Linked DNA regions of Mus musculus: region 1 is linked to region 2. The links are chromatin contacts, called in public HiCAR-type maps. All regions are on one chromosome and are shown on one strand. Each heading gives the region's core, a stretch centred on a gene start, on an enhancer-like site or on the middle of the called end of the contact. The rest is flanking DNA. Distances are from core to core; before and after follow the strand shown. Region 1 overlaps Gm28114 (a long non-coding RNA gene). Region 2 holds the start of Ly6f (lymphocyte antigen 6 complex, locus F).

Evidence for each region. HiCAR-type assays count read pairs that join an accessible place to other places.
Region 1: a HiCAR-type map of kidney shows a contact between it and region 2, with 3 times the contacts expected there. The contact joins the enhancer-like site here to the promoter of Ly6f in region 2. A contact is called at or near these places in 1 of 15 datasets of contacts at CTCF or cohesin (pro-B cells), 3 of 484 Hi-C or Micro-C datasets (liver and nephron progenitors), 2 of 115 datasets of contacts at active chromatin or transcription factors (embryonic stem cells and kidney) and 2 of 9 other capture datasets (adipose tissue and embryonic stem cells).

What each region holds. Positions count from the first base shown.
Region 1 is chr15:75,372,367-75,378,282 of GRCm38.p6, reverse strand. All of the region lies in intron 1 of Gm28114 (a long non-coding RNA gene), which reads left to right. Among named protein-coding and RNA genes, the nearest start is that of Gm28114, 18 kb to the left of the region's middle. Within about 2 kb of position 1,347, at least 5 of the 459 cell types and tissues checked have an H3K27ac peak or open chromatin away from gene starts, as enhancers often do. A contact at or near this core is called in kidney and liver, where this site is marked.
Region 2 is chr15:75,265,541-75,271,694 of GRCm38.p6, reverse strand. It overlaps Ly6f (lymphocyte antigen 6 complex, locus F), which reads right to left and starts at 3,274. Exons shown (of 4, transcript NM_008530.2): 1 at 3,215-3,274; 2 at 2,896-2,993; 3 at 1,799-1,915; 4 at 1-62. The coding sequence starts at 2,965.

The DNA of each region.
Region 1 (5,916 bases), core at 98-2,597, 110 kb before region 2:
ACTGTGTTCAGTTAGAAAACTACAGTTGTTACAAAACAGGAGAACTCCATCGACCTAGGTTTGGTTATGGTGCCTTACACCAGAATACAAGTAATAACAGAGACCCGGACTTAAGAATAAAAACCTTAAGTGGGTTGTGGTTGTGCTGACCTGCAGGCCCAGCACTGGGGACAGTTTGCCTGCTCATAGGAATGAAGTCCTTGGGCTCTGAGGCACTTCTATTGTGAAACATGAAAAAGCCAGGTGGTGGTAGAAGAAGCAGTGACTGCAGGATATGGCTTTGATGGCTATGTGTTGGAGCCTGCCTGGTCTAAATAGCAAGACCCAGTACAGCCAAATTTACAAAGAGAAATTCTGTCTCAAACAAACAAACAAACAAACAAACAAACAAACAAACAAACAAACCAAAAAAACCCATGAAGCAAAGCAAAACAACAAAAACCAGGAAAAGGCTGAGCAAGCTGTCTCCTTCCCTAGCTTTCTGAATGGCAAGCACAAGCCACCCATGGTCCCTGCCCCTCTGCCCTCTTAGTCCTCCAGTACCATGGTCCTCCCCAACTTCATGATCCTTTCTCCCTATCTGCTATAAAAACTCTGGCTAAGTCTTACACAATTATCATGTTGGCCTGGAGGAAGTAAGTACTAAAAATCCCCCCCTTTTTTGGGAAGCCAGCTGGGAGGAGCTCTGAGAAATTTAAGTACTTACTTCAGTTCACATCTGACAGAACTTTCCACTGTGCCTGCAACCCTGTCAGGAGGGAGCTGCAAGGTGGCAAAAGGAGAGTCCTCAAGATAGGGTTGTGGTTGGGAGTGTGGGATTAGGAAGGAAAATCTGGATGGGTGGTAGATGAAAGAAGTACGCAGACATGTATTCTTTGGGTAAGCTGCGTAGAGGGTTGGACAGAGGGAAGATTGAATGACTGAGCTGAGTGAGAGCCCAGGGATGTGATTGGCAGTCTATTAACTGGCTTCCAACTTCCAAGGTTTTATCTGTGCAGCCCTTTTCCAAAAATGGACAATCCTCATGCTATTGTGTGCTCAAATTCCTGTGTGCTCATCCTTCTTGTGGCCCTACTGTGTGCAGAAAGGGGTCAGATGGAAAATGAGAGAGGTACAGGAGGGTACAATGGAGATGGAAATGGGCCTCAGGGTTGTGGGTACATCTGTACCTCCATTGTGTGCTCAGTACCCGAGATGTGCTGGGGTCATGGGATTGGGAATTGACTTGTGGTGGGTGAAGCCTCTTGTGCTGAGGTGCTTTACTGGGTCTATAAACCTGCCAGCACTTGCCATGCTACAATCTAAATATGCCAGCAGGACTCTTGGCCCTCACTACCTTGTCCACCAACCCTGGCCTCCAGAACAGCATGTCCTTCCTTAGACTCTACCCTTCTGACCTGGCCTCTCAGTCAGGCCACTGGTTTACATGCAAACAAATTGGCAGAGCCTTCTTTTCCTGTATCAGCTGCCAGCTCAAGGGGTTTGGGATCATTAACTCTGGGAATTTGACTTTTTCTTATACCCTAGCCCATTCCATATGAGGTCCCAATGTTAGAACTTCCCTCATCTAAGAGGTCTGAGCTCTTAGATACCCCTGTACTTCTAGTTACATCTGTGTTGCAGAAAACTTCATGGTGAGCCTCAACTTTGAGGTGCACTCTGGAAAGTTCAGTGCTCTGTCATGCTCCAATACCCAGGGGCCAGGTCAGCAGGTGTAGGGTTGGATAGGTCAGAAAATCCCTCCCCTTCTTGTGACCCAAGTACCTGTTTACATACCAACTCACTGCTTCAGCAGACATTTGGTATCTATGTCTTCCCAATATGGTGGCTGTCTCTCAAATACTGCTTGGGGTGCAGGTCTCTCCTGTGGGGCTGGCTATCTGTGATAGCAGCACTGAGCATATTTGACCAACTGTGGCTCTTGGTTCACTTTTGCTTTTGGTAGAGTTTAGTGTACATTAATGTTCTTGCTCTGTTCTGTGTGAAAGTAAAGACATTGGAGAGGAGGGGTCTGGTCTTGGAAGCACATTACCTAGCTCTAATGTATTGTCTTCTGCCACATACCGGGCCTAACTAGCCCCCCTCAATCCATGGGAATCAGGGGTTCCAGCAGATGGGCATAGGGTCGGCGGAAATTGGGGTGACAAACAGACTCTACACAAGGGAGTGTGGATCTGAATGTAATTTGTCTCAAAGTAAGCACCGGTCTTATAAGTGACTTTTACACAAAACAGAGGAATGCCTACATGGAAGGACTGGCAGGAATCAACTGAGATAAAATTTAATGTTAACAGCTGGGACCAAAAAACAGCTCCACCTAAGATCCACTTAATCTTAGAAGTCAGGGGCAAGGGCTTCATGCCCTTGCCATAGTTCCTATTCTAGTCTATTGTATAGTCCACCTTCCCCCTAGGCCATTGTAATTACTTGTGTATGGGTGTAACTCAGCTATCTATAGTTCTAAGTATCTACTCTGGTTCCTCCTTAGATCACAAACTTCCTTCTTCCTAGATAATGGTAAATTCCTGTGTAGGGCAGTGACTTAGCTACCCATGCCCAGGGTTGGCTCAAGGACTGCCTAGAATCTATCTTAGCTATATGTCAAAAGTTCAATCCTTAGAAGTACTTATAATAAAGCAATATTAAGGGAAAGCACACAGATCCATTTCCCAACTAAAGCAAGGACATTGGAGCATTCGTTATAAGGGATGCCACAATTCCAGGAGACTAAGTTTCTGTGAACTTTTTGCCTCGGGATAGTGCCCAGGTTTTCGGGACCTTGTCACTACTGGAGTGGATGTAGCAGTCTTCCTTCTCAGCTTGGGGGCTAGAATGCTACCATTGTGTGGGGATCCCACTTGATAACTTCTGCAAATCACTTCCCTGCCACTACCGTGATGGATTCTGCATTGCTCAAGGGGCAGAAATTATTATGGGTAAGTTCCCTGTGGTCTATATAAAGATGGGTGAGAATAACATGGGACAAAAGATCAGGTCTGGACACTTGTTGAGGATCATGGTTCCCCTCCCTCCAGGTAGTACTGAAAGACTCTGAGAGGAGCCCATCGCTCAGGCCTCAGGACAATAGCGGACACCCAAGAACTCACAATAGACCAAGCTTGATGCAAACCACATGAGGCTTTATTCGGGGAAAGCCAGAGCTCTGGGGACAACTCATATCCCACGCAGGGGTAGAGGAGTCGACCTCGAGGGGGAAGAGGTCCCAGTTTTTATAGGCCCTCAGGGGGGAAAGGAGAAGAGGGGGAGTAGGGGATTTCCAGATCTAAACAATGTCTATTCTCAAGAAATGGGTATGGGAGGGGTACAAGGAAAGAGTCTGGTGCAGGTGTAGCAACTCAGGATTGGCCGGGCTGTGGTTGCTGGGGAGATTTCCTGACTCTTTCTCAGCAACCAATATCACAAACATCTGGCAATGGGCTTCATCAGTGGGCACACACATGGGTTCAAGGAATGGTCAAAACATTGGCAGACACACAGGTTCAAGGAGTGGCCAGAGCATTGTGCACCTCTATTTTTCTAAATCAGTGAAGCTAGTTCTGCTAACAATGACATCTATCTTGCCAATTTCAGGGCTTCTGTGACCTTTTACATTCTGTCAGGATCTTTCGGTACTTTCCTGATGTTGGAGTTGGACTCCTGCAAAGTGGGGGCTGTTGGGATCCAGAGATGTGCTGGGATGTGGATCATAAAACGGGGCTACCCATTAGCATGCATGGTGTTCATCATCCCACTCTATTGCCAGTGTAGTCATGTGATGCTCCTGCCTATATGTTATGTCTAGGGTCTCACTGGCTCACTGACAGACCAGGAGAGCTGGAAGTATCTAGTGAAACTTTCCATTTAATGAAGGAATCTGGAGTTTAGGCTAAAGGAATGACTTAGGAAATTGATAGAAAGTAGACCTTAGGACATATCAGATCCTCCAAAGTGCCAAATTCCAGGCCTATCCTCCAGATAGATAAGGTAGGAGCAGCCCTTCCATGCTGTCCAGTTTCCTGTTCTGACCACAGCCTGCCTGTCTCCTGGAGTAGGTCTCCTAGATATAACCGCCTGGGGAACAGCAAGAATCTGAGAGGCTGGTTGCCCTTTCTGCTGTGCCACTGGGTGATCTGACACTGTGCTGTGTCTTTATGGGATGTGTGTGTGTGTGTGTGTGTGTGTGTGTGTGTGTGTGTGTGTGTGTATGTGTGTGTGTGTATAAATGTGGGTACACGTGTATGAATGTATAGAATGTAATGTATAGAAAGCTATGAGGACATCCTTATTCCATTCCTTATACCATTCCTCAGACACTGTCTAATTTTTTATGCAAATGAGTCTTGGTTCTCGTGGAACTAGAATTGCAGATAGTTGTAAATCACACTGTGGGGTCTGGGGACCAAATCCTGGACTTCTGTAAGTGCAATAAGTGCTGTTAACTGCTGATCCATTTCACCTGTCCCAACCACCTTGTTTTTTTGAGACAAGATCTTTCACTGGGACCTAGAATTTGCCAAGCATGCTGAGGGTGGAGAAGAGGGAGGTATAAGAGAGTTCCCAGGACCTCCATATTCCATGTTCCGCAGTACAGAGATTAAAACCAGTACTCCCATGCTTGGTTGGCTGTGTATATGGTTGCTGGGGATTGAATTTTCATCCTTATGCTTCCATGGGGCAAGCACTTCACTGACTAAGCTGCTTCCACAGCACATTGCTTGTAACGGCACCTGTGTATACATGTTTGAATGTACATGCACTGGGGGGTACAAGTGTTTGGGACCCAGAAGTTGATGGGAATTTTCTGACGAGTATTTTATTTACTGAGGAAAGGTCTCATACTGAACCCCAAGTTTGCACATTGAATTGGTCTATCCAGTGAGCTTACTCAAGGATCTCTATCTTTGTGTCCTAAGCACAGAGATAAAACTAGGCAACCATGTCTGCTCATCTTTTGATGCATTGTAACAATGGGAACTGGGGTTTTCATGGTTGTGCATGCAAGCACTTTATCAACCAAGCCTAGTTTCCAGCCCATGGTTTTGATTTTCACTTTGTTTGTTATTTGAGACAGGGTCTCACTCTAGCCTCAGGATAGGCTAGAAGTCCCCATGTAGCCCAGTTTCGAGTTGAACTCATAAAAATTCTCCTGCCTAAGTCTTCCAAGTTCTGGGATTACAAGTCTGAGCTACCATGTCTGGCTTTAACATGCCTTAGAGACAAGTCTGGGCCATTCATGCCTACTGGCATATGGACCAGACATTGGGGCACTCTTTTTTTCCCTTCATTAGAAGTGAGTTACTCCCTGATGTCTTCTAGACTGTCACAGAATCAATCAATGTAAAGAATCTCTGCCTAACCATCTGCCCGACTAATCTTGAAAATACCGAGTTCCTGCCTACTGCATTTAAGACCAAAACAAGAAAGTGCTCTTTAGAACTGGGGTAACCCTCTCTCTTCCCTCAGCATCAGCCCCACAAACCATGTGGTCCCCCACTCTAAGATGGCTAACATGAAGTAGCTAGTGTGTCTGGCTGAAAGGTCAGAGATATGAACTGGCAGGCAGAACTCAGTGGACTTATTGGAGCAAAAGAAAAACATAGGTCTTGACTGGGAAAACAAAGGCTTTATTATACTCAACAGGGGGACATTGAGTGGCACATATGGGAAGCCATATGCCATGCTGTGTTCAACTTCTAAGTGAATACTTCCTGTTGCAATGAAGACCTCTGCAATGCAATAGTTCCCACTGGAGGCAGCACCTGGACCATAACATGGGCTGGCCATGTTCAGTCTGGGCTCAGTCCTCCTACAGACCTTACTGTGATGGTCCTTCCATTGACCTCCATCTTTGTCCTTTTATCCTCATGTGTAAGCACTGCTTGCTGGAGCCCTCTAGTGATGATTTATCAGTTTTAG
Region 2 (6,154 bases), core at 2,025-4,524:
TTCAAGATTAGCAGGGCAGAAAGGAAAGCAGAGTTTGTTCTTTACTTTCCTTCTTTGAGAGTCTGCAAAACATCATGGAGTGACTCACTTATTATGCAGGGGCAACAGAGCATCCCAATGTCTGGGCCACAAGCCACCAGGCTGTATTACCCAGACACATCTCTAAGACATATTGAAGCCAGACATGTTAGCTCAGACTTGAAATCCCAGAACTTGGAAGACTGAGGCAGGAGAATTTTTATGAGTTCAATTCCAAACTGGGCTACATGGGGACTATATCCTTTGGCTACAGTGAAACATTGTCTCAAATAACAAATAAATCAAAAATCAAAACTGTGGGCTGGTAAGGAAGCTTGGTGGATAAAGCGCTTGTGTGCACAAGCATGAGTTCCCAGTTCTCATTACTAGAGCACATCAAAAACATGGGCAGTCATGGTGGCCTACTTGTATATCTGTGCTCAGGACACAAGGATTGAGATCCCCGAGGTAAGCTCACAGCCTAGACCAGCTCAATCTGCAAGCTTGTGGTACAGTGTGAGTCACTGCCTCAGTAAATAAGATAGTTGTCACAGAAGATACCCATCAACTTCTGGGCCCCATACACTTGTACCTTGCCAGTGCATGTACATCCACACATGTGTACACAGGTGTCCTTATATACAATGTGCTGGAGAAGCAGCTCAGTCAGTGAAGTGCTGGCCACATTGAAGCCTAAGGACCCAAGTTCAATAACCAGCAACCATGTAAAGAGCCAGCCAAGCCTGGGAGTGCTGGTTATGATCACTGTGCTGGGCCAGGAATTCGTAGGTCCTAGGAACTCCCTGCTAACTCCCTCCACTCTACCCACAACATACTTGGCAAACCTTAGGTCTTGATGAAAGATCTTGTCTCAAAAAAACAAGGTGATTGGGACTGAAGACATGGCTCAGCAATTAAAGCACTTGTTGTTCTTACAGAAGTACAGAGTTTGGTTCCCAGATGCATATCTTGGTTTACAACCATTAGTAATTCCAATTCCAGGAGATCTGAAACTCATTTGCATAACAAAGTTGACTGTGGCTGAGGAATGGTACTTAAAGATTTCCTATGAAATTTGTATGCATTACATTACATTACATATATTCATACATGTGCATCCACATTTTCACACACACACACACACTCACTCACACCACAAAGACACAGCACACTATATGATCACCCAGTGGCACAGCAGAAAGGGCAACCAGCCTCTCAGACTCTTGCAGTTCCCCAGGCAGTTATATCTAGGAGTCCTGCTCCAGGAGACAGGCAGGATGTGGTCAGAGCAGGAAACTGGATAGCAGGGTGGGGCTGCTCCTGCCTTGTCTATCTGAGGATATGCCTGGAATGTGCAACTTTGCAGGATTTGATATGTCCTAAGGTCTCTTTCTACTGAAATTCCTAAGTCATTCCTTTAGCCTAAACTCCAGATTCCTTCATTATATGCAAAGGCTCATTAGATGTTTCCAGCTCTCCTGGTCTGTCAGTGAGCCAGTGAGACCCTAGATGAAACACATGAGTAGGAACATCACTTGAGTGCACTGGCGACAGAGGAGGAAGATGAACACTGTGCATGCCAGTAGGCAGCCTTGCTTTATGATCCACATCCCAGCATATCCCTGGACCCCAACAGCCCCCACTTTGAAGGAATCCCACTCCAAACCCAAGAAAGCTCTGTTTCAAGGGAGGAGAACCATGGTCCTTAACAAGTGCCCAGATCTGATGTTTTCTTCCAAGCTACCCTCAGCCATCTTTATGGAGGCCACAGGGAACTTACCCACAATAAGTTCTACCTGCTGAGAAATGCAGACTGCATCAGGGTAGGGGCAGGTAATTGATTTGCAGGCAATTCCAAGTGAAACTCCCAGGCAGTTATAGCACTCCAGCCCCTGAGCTGAGAAAAAAGCCAATATATGAGGGCTAGTTCATGCCCTTCCTAGAACAGAACCCTTCTCTCCAATGTCTTTACTTCCACACAGCTGCTGGGTGCTAGGACAGAGCAAGGATATTACTGCCCAGTCACCTCTGCCAAAAGCAAAAGTGAACCATGACCCTCCATTGTTCAAGTATGCTCGGCCCTGCTGCCTCAGCTAGCCAAACCCACAGCAGAGACCTGCACCCCAAGGGGAATTAGAGGGGCAATCACCATATTGGGAAAACAAAGATACAAAATGTCTGCTCAAGAAATGAGTGGGTGTGTAATAGGTAGTGGGGCCATCAGATAGGGAAGGCTTTTCTGACCTGTCCCACCCTACACCTGCAGAGCTGGCCCCTGTATATTGAAGCATGACAAAGCACTGAATGTCCCAGAGTCCAGCTCAAAGGTCAGACTCACCATGAGGTTTCCTGCAATACACATGTAACTAGAAGTATAGGGGTATCTGAAAGCTCAGACTTCTTAGAATAGAGATGTTCTAGCATTTGGGCCTCGTGTGGCATGTGCTGGGCATAAGGAAAAGTAAAATGCCAAGATTTGAGGATTCCAAACCCTTGGCTTGGCCTTCAGGCCAGAAAAAGAAGCCTCTACCAGTTTGTGTGCACCCAGGCCAGAGGCCTGCTTGGTAGACCAGGGCAGCAGGGTTAGAGTCTAAAGGACAGGCTGCTCTGGTGGTCAGGGTTTGTGGCACAGGTAGTAACATTGAAACGTCTTTCTGGTATGTAGTGATGGTTGCAAGGCAGGCGCTGGCAGGGTTACAGACCCAGTAAAGCACACAACACATGAGGCTTCACCCATCACAAGCCGATTCCCAATCCCCTGACACCAGCACACCTTGGGCACTGAGCACACAATGGAGGTGCAGGTGTAACCACAACCCTGAGGCAGTTTGCCATCTCCATTTTACCCTCCTGGCCATCTCTCATTTTCCACCTCACCTCTTTCTGCACACAATAGGACCACAAGAAGGATGAGTACACAGGACTTTGTAGTGTGACAACTGTCCATCCTTGGAGAAGGGCTGCACAGATCAAACCTTGGAAGTTGAAGCCAGTTATTAGATCATCATTCACATCCCTGGGCTCTCACAGGGCTCAAGCATCCACTCTTCCCACCCTCCAACACTCCCCCCCCCCCCAGCTTTCCCCAAGGAATACATGTCTGCCTATTTCTCTCATCCACCACCCACCCAGCTTTTCCTTCCTAATCTCACACTCCCAACCCCAGCCCTATCCTGAGGGCTCTTCCCTTTGTCACCTAGCAGCTCCCTCCTGACACCAGTCCTTACTTCCTCTCTGACCAGGTTGCAGGCACAGTGGTAAGATCTGTCAGATGTGCACTGAAGTAAGTACTTTAATTTCCTTTAGCTCCTCCCAGCTGACATCCTGAAGAGGGAGGGGTTTCTATACTTACTTCCTCCAGGCCAACATGTTTATTGGTTAAGATTTAGCAAGGTTTGTTGGTGATCTGGTCAGCAAGATTTATAGCTGTTGAGGAGGGAGGACCACTCAGTTGGGGAGAGACAATGGTGCTGTAGGAATAAGAGAGCAGAGATGGAGGGGCCACAGTTGGCTTGTGCTTGCCCTCAGAAAGCAAAGGAAAGAGGCAACTTGCTCAGCCTTTTCCTAGTTTTTTTGTTTGTTTGTTTCCCTTCATCTTTTGTTTTTGTTTTTGTTTTTCGAGGCATATTTGCTCTGTGTAACTTTGGCTGTCCGGGGGACTTGCTCTGTATACCAGGCTGGCTACAACCAATACTTTCAAAGGCAAGTGCTGTAGCTTGTGTTTTTTGCCACCACCACCAGACTTTTTCTTGTTTCAAATTAGAGGGTATGAGTTGCAGTGGCTCAGAGCCCAGGGCCCTCCTTTTTATAAGCAGGCAAACAACTGACAAATACCTGGCGACTGGCTCTACAGGGTCTTATATTCAAAAAGTGCAAGTCCTGAGCAAAGAATTTACTGACAACTGGGATGGAAGTTACTAAGCAGTGTCTGATATGTTTGGGTGATATAAGGGGCTGCAGGTGCTATTAGCATCTGGTAGCTAGAGTCAAGGCAGTTCTTTTCATGGCACAAGGCTTTTTTTTGCAGAGGGTGGATGACCCCAGTGTCCCTGCTGCCCAGAAGCCACCATGAAGAAGCCACATGCTATTTCTTCCTCCTCCAGTTTGTATGTGCCCTGTCTCCTCACCTATGAGGTCCTAGTCCAATGTGTCCCAAAAAGGACATAAGTTTCCTTGGCCTTTATGTCACTACCATGTGGCATGGTATTGTAATAACTCAAACCTTACTAATTAGCCAAATATTGATGGCATCTGTGGCCCAGCCTTGGGATGAGCAGCAGGGCCTCCACAGCAAGCCAGAGTCTGAGTTTCCTAACCTAGTGGAGCTGAGAGCACAGTAAGTAGCCCATGTAAGTGTCTACAAGGCACTGATACAGGTTAGAGTAGGAAGGCTAGGCACCGAATGAGACCTGAGCTGGAAATCATCCTGAGATGATGCCACAGTAAATGAACAGGTATGCTCAGAGGACAATGAGTCAGAAAATGGACCACAGCATCAGTGAAGGTGAGCACATCCACTTAAGCAGGCAAGGCTGCAAAGGGAAGGAAGCCAGAGGCTCAGAGAACATCAAGCAGATTCTCCTGATGTAAACCACAGGGCAGACCAAAGTATCTCAGTCTTTCTAGCATCTCTAGTTGGTTCTACATGTATATCCAACTCCAGTGTCAAAGTTCTAGGTTATGCAGGATGATTAATCGAAAGAAAGAGAGACTCTGTAGGCTGAAGTCAGAATTCTCAAGGAGCAGTGGGGAATCAACCTTTCCAGGACTAAAAACCAAACCCAAAGACTGATCAAAGCCTTTGTGCCAACCTCAGGAATTCATGACACAATGGTTCTGTTAATATTCTGTTACACTCCAGGGCCTCTATCCTACACTATTACAAAATATCTTCCCTGTTAACCTATAATCCACATTTGCCACCAACATTGTATAATCCAGCACAGTGGTAGGAGGAAGAGAGCAAGCAAGAAATGTTTTCTCTCTAATTCCTTCATTTGTGGACCTAGGCATTGGCTCATGTATGAACAAGTGTATGTGAAAAAAAAAAAAAAGCAGACAGCAAACCCCTGCAAACAAACAGGGCATCAGTGAAAGATCCAAGAGACAGTCCCTCTCAATTTCACCATCCAATGAGTTTATGGGACTTTTTTACAGAGGATGGGGGAGGTCACTTACAGGAATATGCATAATTTCTGAGCAGCTAAGTCACAACTAAGTCTCACCCCATCATGTAAGCAGTGTCATCAAGTCCCCGATTCAGTTAATCTTCTGTTTCCTCTATAGCCTAGCATCTTCTGGGACTACTTGTGGCTGGAGAAGAGCAGGAAGGCTAATGGCTGTAACTTCAAGTGACAGTACTTCCTTCTGAGTATAGAGATTTCTGTCCAGTATCACAAACCTGTTGCTGTTTCACTCTTCAGACTCCATTGCTGGGGCTCCTGGGCCAACATTATTCCTATCTAAAATGGCAATGGGACCATCACCTTTTCTTTGGAAGAAATGGCCATATAACCAGAGTGCAGATCACTGTTTTTCTAAAAGCCTTAAACTTGGTGTTCTCATGAATCTTCATCTTTCCACCCAGCACCACTCTTGGGGAAATAGCTTCCCCTAGTGGTGGACTCCTGCCCAAATTACTGACAGACCACTTAAATTAACTCTTAAGGGAGAGGGCAACAGAGTACTTGAGTCAGGGGCACAGGAGGAAAGGAATGGTTTAGGAGGTGCCACACTGGGGGCAGGGACCTTCCAAGTGTATCAGGTAGACTGCCAATCACATGATTTCTAAGAAGACAGTTCTCTGGTGGGGAAATAGAAGCCTAACTGGCTTTATCATGACTTGGCTTTTGTCTCTGTGAAGTTGAGTAGGCCCAAGCCTGATTTGGGTAGGGACCAGCCCCACTCCTGCAGTGCTCTAGGAGTGCTGTCCAAGGATAAGAGAAGTGTTAGCATTTCTTCTAGGCTCTGTCCCACAGTTATCTGGCAACATCCAGGTATGGCTGACTCACTATAAAAGGGGTTGCTTGCCCCTCCTCACTCTCTTCTCTTCCTTTATTGTTCTCTTCCCCCCTCTGTCCCTTCTCTACCCATTCCCTTCTCCCCTCTTTCTCTATGTGCTCATAGCTGGCCTATA